Regions from separate parts of the Triticum aestivum genome. Here region 1 is linked to region 2. Evidence: chromatin contacts called from public Hi-C data. All regions are on one chromosome and are shown on one strand. Each heading gives the region's core, a stretch centred on a gene start, on an enhancer-like site or on the middle of the called end of the contact. The rest is flanking DNA. Distances are from core to core; before and after follow the strand shown. Region 1 holds the start of LOC123110458. Region 2 holds the start of LOC123110453.

What was found. A called contact is a pair of places that touch in the nucleus more often than the background predicts.
Region 1: a Hi-C map of leaf shows a contact between it and region 2, with 4 times the contacts expected there. The contact joins the promoter of LOC123110458 here to the promoter of LOC123110453 in region 2. A contact is called at or near these places in 3 of 5 Hi-C or Micro-C datasets (all in leaf).

The regions. Positions count from the first base shown.
Region 1 is chr5B:70,435,866-70,442,785 of IWGSC CS RefSeq v2.1, forward strand. It overlaps LOC123110458, which reads left to right and starts at 1,447. Exons shown (of 5, transcript XM_044530982.1): 1 at 1,447-2,015; 2 at 2,283-2,375; 3 at 2,459-2,558; 4 at 2,920-3,595; 5 at 4,414-4,796. The coding sequence starts at 1,843. The coding sequence ends at 2,949. LOC123110457 reads left to right here. Exons shown (of 13, transcript XM_044530978.1): 13 at 144-767. The coding sequence ends at 479.
Region 2 is chr5B:69,837,240-69,844,063 of IWGSC CS RefSeq v2.1, forward strand. It overlaps LOC123110453, which reads left to right and starts at 4,355. Exons shown (of 32, transcript XM_044530972.1): 1 at 4,355-4,563; 2 at 4,668-4,795; 3 at 5,416-5,935; 4 at 6,287-6,427; 5 at 6,497-6,646; 6 at 6,760-6,824. The coding sequence starts at 5,579. It overlaps LOC123115704, which reads right to left and starts at 3,689. Exons shown (of 3, transcript XM_044536810.1): 1 at 3,465-3,689; 2 at 2,829-3,155; 3 at 2,068-2,739. The coding sequence starts at 3,155. The coding sequence ends at 2,191.

The sequences.
Region 1 (6,920 bases), core at 197-2,696, 600 kb after region 2:
TCTCGCTTAGAACTCAGTATGCTGCATTGCCTATTAACATAATTCTTCAGACGATACGTGTTGATTCATAGTATACTACGCTCTAGTGTCTTCAAAGAAAGTTCAGAGAATATGTGATCAAGCTTACTGCTGCACTTATGCAGGGAAAACGGAAACCAAAGAAACCAGAGGAGCCTTCAGCGACGCTGCTGCAGGGCCTGACACTTGGCTTCGGCAGCGTGACGGCGACGACAGAGAACCTAACCTCGGGGTTCGGGGACACGAGGGCGCCGGATAAATTCGAGATGTTCGGGAAGGCGGTGGGCGGCTGCTGCGCCCGCGTGACGGACTGCTGCTGCTGCATGTGCTTCATCAACTGCTGCAGCAAGATGAACGACCGGTGCGCCGTCGTCCTGGTGCAGGCCTGCGCCGCCCTCTCCTTCCTCGGCTGCTTCGAGTGCTGCACGGAGCTGTGCTGCGGCGGGGGCGGGTCGGACTGACGACGGCCCGAGGAAAGGCGTGGTGTGTTGTACAGTAAAAGTGTGCATAGTATTGCTGTATAGGATGCGCATCACGTATATAGTATTTATTTATGTACTGCTTGATTGTGAGGCCTCTCTTGTCGATATCGGCCGGTAATAAACCGTCTGATGCACTGGCTATGTAAAGCGAGCTAAGTGAAATTAAACCAAGAGAAATGACTACTTGTCCCACAACAACTGTTTTCTTTTCCGTCTGAAATGCACAAGAACAGTTGAGCAGGGTACATTTAGTTAACCTGCATTTAACCTCTTTTTGCCCAACTGAGTCGCACGAGACGTTTCTGTCCCTTGCGATCTCTCGGGCGACTACTGTTTTGCTGGGCGGTCGAACGTCCTCCTTCCGGCTTCTCCGCTGTGCGGCAAGCTCCCGTGGTGTGTCCACCGACTCACATATAGTGCGCCTGCTGCCCCGCAAGGGATTGGCATGGTACTCAGATCGAACACAGATGATCAGCATGAAATCTCTCTCAAATCGAGCTACGTACTGGCTGTCATCTTCCTTCGATTATACGCAGCTCCGACTGAGTTTGAAAAATGCACTGAAAGGGACACATGTCAACGCCCTCTATAGCCGGACTTTGATAAATCCGGTCCCTATACGTTCGCGGATGGCCGGAGACGCCCGCGGACGCATCCAGACGAACCCTCATATTTCACTTCTGGCATCCACATTGAACATATAAAGGATGAGCTAGTGCGCCTACCTAGCGGCACCAGCCACGTCACTTGCGTCGCTCCGTAATTTTCGTTCACACGATCAACCTCGCTGTCAAAAATCCAAGCGTTCCTTTCTCTCCTTGTTATTGTTTTGTGCTTCAGTGGATGACGGGTGGGCCTTATTTACCCGTGGGTCCACCGTTGTAGTGTGTCTGCGCGTGTCTCGGGTGAGAAAAGGGGTGAACAGCATCGAGCGCAGGATTGGGGTGGACTATAGCGAGCACGGGATTGGGCGGCCCCTCCCTCTCCAGTGAAAATATGTCCTATCTCTTCTCTCCCCGTTCCTCTTCTCTGGCCGCCGCCTCCGCTTCCCTCCTCCCTCTCGGTCGCCTCGTCTCCTCCGCCGCCGCCACGTCCTCCTCCCCTGCCACCACCCTCTCCATCCCTGCCTCTCCTCCTCCCCTGCCTCCGCGCACCCGGCAACACGGCCAGACCGATGGATGGGGTAGGCGAAGAGGAGTGGCAGATCCGCCTCCTCTTGGGCGGTTGTGCTCTTCTTTGTTGAGAACTTGCCGCCTGTTGCGCCCGCGTCGCTGCCGTTCTTGCGCCGGTGCTGCTGCCGTGGACGGCTTGGCTTTGGCGCAATCTCTGTTCTTTCTCACCCATGCGACTGATCTTCTATCTGCTGCTGCCGCGCGCCGTGCTTCTGGATCTAGGCGAGCAGGGCGGCATGATCTTCTTGGTGGGTGTGGAGGATGAGGAGAATGGCAGTGAGGGAAGTAACAGCGAGGCTGGAGTTCCAGACGGTGCTGGCCATGGTACCTGTCCCCAATCTAGGTTGCCAATATGCAGCCTCCTTGATTTATGGTTTTTTAAACACACATATGCAGACCTGAGGAAAAAGAGAAGAGGGTGAATCTTGATGAAAAGTTTGAACAAAGTGATCTCTCCCTCTCTCTTGAACACTACTATCACGTTCATATGTTCTGCATAAGGCTATCTTATTTGGTGTGCAAGAGAGTATTTATAGTTAGAATATTACATTCTTCATGTCTTATATAAATCTTCTTGAACAACGTTCTTTAATTTCTAGATTTGTTGCAGGTTCGAAGATATAAATCTAATTGATATATTGTCGATGGGGATTAAGTACTGTAATGATATACCTGAGAATTTTGATGATATATCTGCTACCAGGTTGAATATTGACCACAAATTAATTTTTGTGTGTGCTTCTGCTCATTTAAGTGCATAATTTGGTCACAAACCTCCTGCTGTAGCTACGAAGTTCATTGTGTGATGCCTACAAGTTATTGGTCTTATTTTTGGTGTAAAGCTGCAGGCCGAGTTCAGGTTGTTCTTTTGACAGAAATGGAACAGGTAATGCTACAGCCTAAGCATTGTATAGTATAAATTCAAAGGTCATGTAATATTTTACTTAGGTTCATTCAAATATCTGGAATTGACATGCATATGTTTCTTGTATGTGCACACATTGTTGGTTGTATCTTAATATGAGTTCTTTATATGTTGCTTGCCTAAATTCAGAAGTGAACTTTTGCTGTATATTTGGTCGATGTGTGTCCTGTAAACCGTAAACTTACTAGGTGTACATGTACATGCGTATTTGTTACACTATTATCATATATAACACTTCCAGATCAGAATATACAGATATCTCCTTTTTACATAAATAATCGTGATTGTTCTCATACAATTTGGCATTTCAAGAATATCGCAGCCACACAAGCTAAAGGTTCAGGAAGTTTAGGGAAAGAAAAGTTCTTATTGACAAAGATGGTGGTATGGATAAGTCCCTATTCTCATTGTCACTGGTACTTCATTTTTCTTATATTTTGATGCTTATTTTTTCGTATGTAGGTGAGTTTTATCTGGTATCACTTTTTGACATGGACATGTACCATATGATTGTTGAGTTTCATCTGATTTCACTTTTTGACATGGCCATATACCATGGGGTATAGTATTTATGAAGAGTGGCTTGGAAATTGCAAGTAGATGGTTACTCTAGCCGTATAGCTTATTTAATTAGGAGTGAGATGCTTGCTAAGATGAATGGTGTTTCTGTAAGGGCAGACATATTCCTAGCACTGGATTATGCACATGTATATATGGATACTTCTGTACGAATGCAGCTCACACTTACCACGGTCAGAAGAGTCTTGCATGGATATATCATGTGATGTGACACTGGAATAATTGGCCTGGAGTTCACCGGCGTGACCGAGCGCAGTGCAACGGAGCAGTTCAACACGTGTTTGCACATGACTGCCATGGAAGAGGATCTTGCTGGAACGCTGCCGTTTCTTCAGTTTGGGATTTTGTCAACAATTCTGTAACCTTGATTGCGCTGAGCATAAGCAGGATCTACGCATTATTCTGTTGACTTTGCTCACGTGAGTTCTTCCCCATTTTCCTCTTTGATGCCTTTTCTTCCGAATGGAAAAACTGATCTTCTTTAAAGTTCATCATGGTTTTGGTGTTAGTATGACTGGTTTATGGTTTATAATTTTTATGCTCTCAACCAAATGTGTCTGCTATGATAATTAAGGTTACTAAGATGAATGGTGTTTCTATAGGGCCGGACATATTTCTTATCGTCATAAATCAGTGATGCACAGATTATCTTAGCTATATTGTGAATCTTGATAACCCCTCGATGAACAAATTTTGCGGCCTGCATTTGGGTTTATTCAAATTGTTGCGAAATATGTTCTTCCAGGAAAAGTCACTACACCATATGTCCTAGATAAATCTTTATTGAACATTTAGTTTTCCTCATACATGCTTATCATTTGGCATAATGTTATTTTGTGAGCTTAATTCTACCCTGAATATACAAACAATCAGTTTGTTTACTTTTTTTGCTGTCATAATAAGACCCTGAAACCATCTTCCATCGAACACGTATCTGTAGTATCTATACTATGTAGAATGTGCAGATAGATATATTTGCTGACCAAGCAATTCCCCTCTTTTGAGACAGACCAATATATGATTACCCATTCCCCGGTTTCCTTTCTACTTTATATTCCAATATAACATAATGAGCTATTCATTGTTTTATAATTTCAGTGTAATCTAAAATCAGACTGTGTGAACATAGATGCATTTATTCACAAATTAGCAAGCACCTGAGTGAAGAACGCTTAAAATGCATGGAAAATGCAATTACCACCAGCAAATAAATTGGCATTTGTATTCCATGTAACAGTCCCGAAAAGAAGAGGACTATGGACCTGAGTGGGAATGGAGGCAGGATATTCTTCTGGATGGCTATGCTGAGGTGGTGGTTGGTCGGATCCATGGTGTAGGCAAAGTTGGTCAGCATGGTGGAGTTGTGCTGTGGGGAAGACCCTGGATTAGAGATCTGCGCGGCTATCTGCGTGCTGGGTGGATCAGTGTAGCCCACCTTGGGATGGAGGCAAGCGGCGCTTCACTGGTGCCTCGCCATGCCACAACAGTGGCCTTCACAATGTTTAATCATAAGACCACTATTTTTGTGTCTATATGCAGTGTTCACTTCGTCTATATCTTGGCAATGTTTAATCATAAAACCACTAATTTTGTGTCTATATGCAGTGTTCACTTTGTCTATATCTTGGCAATGTTTAATCATAAAACCACTAATTCTGTGTATCTGCAGTGTTCATTTCATCTATATCATATTTATTTTATATGACAAATCATCTCTATAAATTAACCAGGCCTAATTACAATAGTAGAAGTATGGTAGAAACTAATATGAAACAACAACTTTTGTCACATATACCAAACCAAGGTTGCTTATCTGGAAACTTGATTTTCTTTTGACATTCATTGCACATGTATTTTGATTTGTGCACAAGGAAGCTCACAAATTTGTGTCCATCTTTTTCGTAGTAATCATATGGTTTGCATATTTTATTAGACTGATCATAGTCACGAAGATCAGACTGATAATATTTGGTAGAGAAGATCAGAAGAAACATCTATATCATATTTTTGTATGCTTTTTAGGTAGAAAAGGTACCATGGGTTGATTGTGTTGGATCCCATTATTATATGATGTATTTGACTGCTATTCCTAAGAACTGCTCCTGGACACAGTGCTCTATGTTGACATGTCTTACATTTTATTGTATCGCCTATCTGTATAGTTACTCGGATCTTACCTTTTTGTAATTTTGTCGTTGCATGTGTGTTCTTCCTACTATAAAGCAACATGGATTTCTTTAAAATAAATTGTGCATATTGTGGAAAATAAATCTTGTGTGTCTATAGTCATGTTCATGTATGTTCTGAACTAAGACAAATATTCTTAAAAAAAATTTAGAACTGGGCTTTACCCCTTTCCATTGCAAAGAACGGAAATACAACCAGTTCAAACGAGAAGGACAGGGGGAGGGAAAGAAGTAAAGCGAGTTCTAGCACTACCAGAAAACCCACCATACTCGCTCGCCATCGAAACGAGTATCATGGGGCGAAAACCTGGATAGCATGACATAACACTGATTCTGAACCAACATTATGGTTCTGAACTAAGACAAATATTCTTAATTGTCTATGCTTTTTCCTCCTGTTCATGATGATAGTGCAGCTCTCCATTTTATCAATTCCTTACCCATTCACTTGAAATATTGCCTAAATATTATTATTTTTGTAGTTGGTTTAGCAGCCTAACTTAGATCTCCTACATTGCCCATAGAGAATCTTCAAAAGTTTAGTCATATATGTCACTTGATAAATTTCAGGACATTCATCTATACTGCTCCTATGCGTTTCAACTGTCACCAATCCATGGTGAAATAAAGAGGAGAATACATGCTTGCAGAAGTTGTCAAGAGGCTTCATTTAACCATCAAAGACCATGAGACCTACCAATCCAGTGATAGAGATGGACACAATCTCTCCTTGTGGAAGAACAATGTATCAATTGCCAACAAAACCAAACACTTGATCCTATCTTACCATGTAGTACTAACTTAACTGCAATGTATCACTTGTGTCAAAAACTATTTGAATCGCGTATTTGGCTATCTATGATATCAAACATTTGTGTTCTTTCAATACACTTGAAAGCAAGGCCATTATATGATAAAAACCCACGTGCACTCCTAAGTTCATCAAAATAATTGCTTTCGGTTCATAGTTTAAATTGGGCTTTCGCCTTTCCTACACAACAATCAATCCAAAATATTTCTATACTGATTCATAGCACTTGATAAACAAGTATACATCAAAACGGTATGCTAAAAAAAGCAAAGGAATCTCTTTTAGTTCTTGGTTCAAGTCTGTCTTGCGCGCCAAATGGCGCGACAGGTCATCTAGTATCTTAAATCCGGACTCTTAAATCCATACACGTTGATCATAAAAGCCAATGTCGCACGTAAATAACAAATGTTGATACCAAACATAAATAGTGTTTACATAAAATTTATTTTAAGTGCACAACTCAAACGTCACCTCTTTGGTTTTCATTGTGGGTCCATATATGCTCCACAAGATCATTGAGTAGCTGCGCGTGCACCTGCTAATCTCGAAGATTCTGATGCATCTGTAGAAAGTTCATGAGCTGAGTTGCATCTTAATCTTCCGGGATTTCAACTTGTTCTATAGGTGCTTCAAAATCATTGGTTTGGGCAACACCATCACCCTCATCCTCGACAATCATATTGTGCAAAATAACACAACATATCATCAGCTGCCACAAAGTTTCTGATTCTCACATCATTGCAACGC
Region 2 (6,824 bases), core at 3,105-5,604:
AGGTTACCCATGGGCATAGATGAAGACCCATACCCTACCCATGACTAATCGGGTTGCCCATGGGTTTTACCCATGGGCGAAGATGAAGACCCATACCCTACCCATTCGGGTCGGGTGCCCATGGGCGGCCATACCCATGGGTCAAATTGCCGGGTTGACTCGTGCCTACCGCCAAGCACCTTGACGGTAGGTTTGTGCAGGCACCGCCAAAGTCCCTGGCGGTAGGCTGTTAAACCCTACCGCCATGGACTCTGGCAGTAGTAAAAGAGTCAGATCTCGATTTTTTTTAATCTAGGCTCAGATCTCGAATAGGTTTCAGAAAGGGTCAAAACACACGAAAATTTGCCGCTCTTAGGGCCAGTTCTTTTAGCCTCATGATTCTCCAGAATCGTGATTCTGGGAAACTGCCCAGAGAATCATCTGCCCACAGAATTGTCTGCCCAGTTCTTTTCTGTGATTCTAACCTGTGATTGTTGTATGAGTTGTGTGCTGAAATGTCTGTAACGCCCCTAGACCGACGTGTGTGATATATATGCAACACTTGGTTATTTTGAACACGAAAACGAGTTGCAAATCTCATGAAGCATATAATATTACAATATAGAGCAAGTTGCAAAATCATAAATTGCTTAGTATTACAATTTAGGACCAAAGTTGGAAATATTATATAGTGCTAAATATTACAAGTTAAAAGCGAATTGCAAACTACAAATAGATGGACGCTCTCAAGGTACAAGACTGGCAGCAATAGCCTCATGTGTAGCATTCATGGTACCATCATCTTCAGGTGGTAAAGCGTTGGCACCTGTAAACGGTTGTGCAGGTTGCACGTACGCATCATTGTCAAACTTGTCAAAATGCTCATCATGTAATTTGCTATCACGAATGTAGTTGTGAAGACACATGCACGCAGTGATGATCATCTTTTGGGTCTCCGGTTTGTACCGTGGTATGCCTTGGAGAATATGCCATTTCATCTTGAGAACACCAAACGTTCTTTCGACAACATTTCGCAAAGAAGAATGACGATGGTTGAATGTCTCATACCTCCCCATGGGAGGGTGTTGTTGGAAATCGGGTACATGATACCATTGTCCTTTGTATGATGCTAGATATCCAACTCTGTTTGGATATCCAGAGTCGACAAGGTAGTATTTATCTACAATAAGACATAGGAGGTTAACAAGAAGGTACAGTAGCATCACCATAATAACATGTGTACATATAAGAGATTACATGTTGGTGGTTGTGGGAAATGCTCATAACGAACTATAGCATCGCTCCATACACGTGTGTCATGAACAGATCCGGGCCATCCAGGAACAACAAAAGTGAACCTCATATCAAAATGACACACTGCCATGACATTTTCACTGTGTACCCTTTTCTGTTCCTGTGTTGGGGCTCCAATTCCTTAGGCACAACCACTTTAATATGTGTTCCATCTATGGCTCCGATAGCATTTTTGAAATGAGGCCAGAACCTTGTTTTTCTAAGTATGGGATGAGGTTCAGAGAAGGATGGATCCATTGGTCTAATGTAGTCACCGGCCATGTGGTCCACACACTCCAAAACCTCATGAAATTTTTTGTTAGTGACAGAACGACTATGTGCAAACCGATCTGCAACATTGTCAGTGGTCTGCGTTGTTCCCAAAGTCCATAGAAAAAGTGCCAGCGCTTCTTTGGATGATATGTTGCAAGTTGACTTAAGCCCATACTTCTCAACCAACAGATCATGTAATGGGTAAAACACTGACCTCCTCATTCTGAACATAGCATAGAAAGCTTTTGGATCCTTCTCCTTCTCTTCCACCCATTGGAGGCCTGTAACAAGTGGTAATCTTCTTGACGCATACGACAATGATTTGCTTGACGACGCCATTTCCAAAGCAAATGCAAGCATTCCAGCCTCAAATTCCTCATCTTCTTGCTTTTTTTTATCCATCTGCCACAGCCACATACACACATAGGAGGTTACCATAATTCGGTACAGTAGGAAAAGAGTAGCTCATAACAAGGTGCAGTAGGAAAAGAGTAGTTCATAACAAGGTGTAGTAGCAAAAGAGTAGTTCATAAGAAGGCAAACAACATAATTCAAGTCGGTACAAGTTCAAAGCAAATACAATGGTTCAACAAAATAAAATAGTTAACTACGATACAAGTTGAAAGCATTTGAAACATAGAGGTTCTACTTATTGTTGAACTCCCATGTTTTGTTTATCCATAGAAGCCTCGCACTAGGCTCGTGACCCTTGAAGGTAGAGAAAACATCACGATTTGTCTGATCCCTAAATAGTTGTGAAGCATAGAAATTAACATCACTCCCAGGTGCACCACCATCCGCCTCTACCATGGCCATCATTTCGTGAATCTCCTCTCTTGCTAAAACTTGAGTTGCATCTCTCTTGTTCCTTGAATCAAACAGGTCCACCATACGCACAAATGCCTCATTTTTTGCATGCTCACTTGCCCACTTTTCATTCATCTTAGGACTTAGCGAATAAGGACATGCCCTCTTCTTCCCACCCTTAGCACGATTAGGACGAGGTGTAACCTGCGTTTCATCACCTTCACAACCAGACTCATCATCCAAAGTGATTCGAGACGTAGAACCTTGATATGTTGGCATTGGCACCCTCGCATGCTCATTTGTGACACAACAAGCATCAAACAACTCCTCCATTTTATCCTCCTCCGCAAGTGCAGCATACCGAAACTTGCTAGCCTGCGGACGTGCCTGCAATGAAATAGCACACATTCATGTTAAATGAAATGAAAAATCCAACATGACTCCCAGTTTAATAAAATGACAAACAACAAAGGTACCTTCAACTCCAATGCCCACCACTCATTTGTAGCAGCAATGGTCTTCGTATAAGGATCTCTTCCAATGCCAGAAGCTTTTTGAACCAATGTCTTCCATATGGCATAATCACCTCTACATGCATCCCACCTGTTTTTTAATTGCAAGTGCGAATAGCCACGCCCAAAGCGCTTATTGAACTTAGTAAGCAAATTAGCTTGTCCTATATCGGACAAAGTGGTGCCTCCAGGGGCCCGGTTATTTGCTCGCACCTCCTCTACGCACACATCCATATAAATGAAATGAGCCGCACTATCCCAAATTGCTTTTGGATACTTCACTTTCTCCATCTACAACATCAATATGTGAACGTTTAAATGTAAACTATTTTTTTACTAAGCAGCAGTCATTTCATACCACTACAAAATTCATACAGTAGCAATCATTCATGCAATTTTTCATTGCTATAAACAGAGTTCGAACAGTAGCAATCAATCATACAAATTTCGTACTAACCAAATAACCATACAAATCGAAAACATCATAAGCAAACAAGTAGCCGTATAATTTTTTTGATTCATGCAAACAGAGTTGAACTAATATGTAACAGAGATATGACAGAGAGAAGCGGAGAAAGGATGAGATAGAGAGGAGCTCACCAACACCGGTGAAGTGGGCTCGGTCGACGCCGGGGCCTCCTGCTGCAGGGCGGTTGGGTCGGGGCGGGGAAGCCGGTTCGCCTCCTGCTGCCGGCGCCGAGGGGTCGGGGGTGGCTGTGGACTGGACGGGGATGCCCTGTAGAGGACCGCCGGCGACGGAGCTGACGATTTCGGGGCGGGGAATCCGGCTGGCGGCGCCAACCCTAGGTCGAACGGGGATGGGGATGAGCGATGGGGACGAGCGACTGGGGGGAATCGACGAGTACTTTCGGCTGGGCCTCTCTGTCGGTCGGCTGGCCCGAGTGGCATATTGGGGGTAATTTCTACATCCAATAGGGGTATTTGCTAAAACTGAATCGTTTTGCTTTGCGGGAATCGCCAGAATCGTCAAGTTTGCTCGATTCTGAAATACACTGCCGATTGTGGGTGATTCTAGACGATTCCTGGAGAAGCAATGAGTTCTTTTACGATTGTGATTTTCCACGCAGCGATTCTTCAGAATCGAGTCCAAAGAACTGGCCCTTAGCGTCTTTGCAAGCGTCTCCCTTAGCTACCAATAGCCGCTCCTCCCAGTGGGAAACTGTACGTGGAGCGCGTAGCCGCATGCCAGCCACGGTGCCACGAAACAACTGCCCACATCATTACTCTCGACCCTTGACCAATGACGCGTGGACCCACCTAACCTTTCAGCTTTCTCTGCCCCACACGCCAGTGAAAGATCCTGCATCACGTCCCCGTATATTCGCACGCGCACGCGCCGGTTTCATCCTGCGTCTTTTCCCCAGCAAGGCTCCGCTTCTCTCACACTGACATCCCGTCCCCACTTGCACCGCCCCGCTGGCCCCACCGGTCACCCACTAGCCCGTGGTGGTCGCAGGCGCTTTTCACCCAGCTGTACACGCTCCATATCACGACCCGCCCCAAAATCCCCGTTTCGCCCCGCCCCGCCCCGGCAGACCTACCCCGGTTTCTCCTCTTCCATTGACTCCTTTCCGAACCCTAATACATCCACTCTCGGACGGCCGCCGCCAGCCCGCCGCCGTCGTCGCCGACGCCTCCGCTCCAGCGTGTCCTCCTCCAACGCCGAGAGCAGATCCAGGTGGCCCTCCTTCAGATCCGCTCCCCCATCTTCTCGTTCGCGTCATCTCCTTCTCCTTCCGCTTCTCTTTCTGCTTCTTATATGATTCTGCGATTGGATTGCAGGCAGCGTCCCCTTCCCCATCGGCGACACCTGGAGTCGCAGGCAGGAGAGGAGGAGACGCTGAAGCGGAGCGCAAGTAGTCTCTGGGTGAAGGCAGGAACCGGCCGCCGCCAACGCCATCCCGAGTGAGGTTCGCCCTTACCATCCTCACAATGCAATTCGTTTTTGGCTTGCAGAATTCACCTCTACATTCTAGTATTGAAACAATTTCTGCTCTAGAACAGAGCATCTGAGTTAGTTGCTTGTTGCGTATCAAGATCCTTCCTTAAGTTTCAGTTTCAGTTTCAGGATGGATCTCCACACACCACACACTACATCTGGACTGGAGTTTCATATTATAGTGATATCGAGATTAGCAAAGTTTTTGGTGTTTATTTAGCTGCAGGCTGCAGCTGCTCCACACACGTGATTCTGCTGTATTGGCTTTCCAAATTCAGCAGAGTTACAGTGATGCATTCAAGCTGAAATAACAATGTAACTAATGAGAAGCTTTATTTCTTGGACTGTGTCTTTGTTTGATATGATGCTTCAGCTCTAAGTTGCCTGTTTGTTGTCTAGCAAGGTAGCTAGTTTACAAATTCGTTCAAGTATGGTCTGCTGCTACTGAAATTTGCTTGGCATATTAACCTGAAATATTGTTTGCGAGGAAGAAATATATGTATCTCACTGAACAAACAAACTGACAGATCACTGAAATTATGTATCTTATTGACACATCACTAAGATTTGCCTCTATTGTTTTGGTTTCAGGTTGGTCTCTAGAAAGGTTCTAAATCTTTTCAAGAAGCCCGAGCAGCGAGATTCACGAAGCTAGGGGGGGGGGGGGACTGAATCAAGAAGTGAGAGAATTGCAATTAAGTGAAGGCAGGAGCCGGCCGCCGACAACGCCATCCAGAGTGAGGTTCGCCCGGTGATGGCGATAAGTCAGCCCTGGCCGGTGGAGGATGTTCGTGAGACGTTTTTCTCCTATTTCGTGGAAAATCAGCATGTGCAGTTGTCATCAACCCCGGTTATCCCCGTAGTTGATACCAAGGTGCCTCTTATTCATACATGTTTGAACCGGTTCAAGGGGACCCTTAATGGCAGAGGGAGTCATCGCACCTGCTTTTCGCTGAGATGCATTACTGTGGGTGGTGATGACGATGAAGTGATTGATCACTTCAAAAACGACACTACTTACCATAGATTCACAGAAGTCCTTGGAAGTTGGTCTTTTGGGGACTACTTTAAGGAGGAAGCCATCAGGTTATTATTCAGTCTTCTCAACAAGGTACAGTTTCTGCTCTCCTATTGTTTCCGTGTAGTCTTGTTTCATGAGTTGTGTTAATAGTGAAAAGCTTTGGGTATAGTTTATGAGGTAGCAATTGTAACAGATTTTAAACTTAGTGTTAGTGCCAGGGTCTACTTTATTTGATATGATGGAAGCCTGCTTAAAAGATGATATTTATATCTCTGCAATTTGAGGGAGCGGTGTTAACACATGCTTAAAAGTTCCTTTGTGTCTGTGTGTGCACGCGAGTTGTTCCTGTAAGCTACATGGAAAAAATAGTGTCCAGAATTGTCTGATCTTCTATTTAAGGCCACCTTATTACCTATTGATTGCTCGTTCTTTAATATGCAGAAATACAAGTTACCTCAGTCCAGAATATATGCTTCATACTTTAGTGGTGATACGTCCCTTGGTTTGAGTTCAGACAATGAGTCAAAAAATACATTGCAGAAATACCTAGCGGAAGAAAGAATCATGCCTGCCATGTCTAAGGTACCTGTAATGTCTTATCAATTTTACTTTGAATTTTTGTGGACATTTATTGACTGAGTGCTTGAATAGGCTGATTTTTGGATGACTGGTGAAACTGGTCCCTGTGGGCCATGCATTGGATTTTTCTTCGATTGTTCGGATAGCAAAGATGGTGTTGGTTCCGTAATCAACATAAAGGATGGCAAATTTATTGAGATAAGCCGTCTTGTTTTTGTTGAGGTTGGCTTTCTATTCTTGTATTAAGATCTTTTGCATGCATAAATGAAGCTTCTTCTATTGCTACACAATCTCTGTGCTTATACTCACCTATATTTTCTTTCTTCATTTTTTAGTTCAATATGCAAGCAGGTGGCGTCTTGAAGCCTTTGCAAGCTAAGCATGTCTTGAAGCCTTTGCA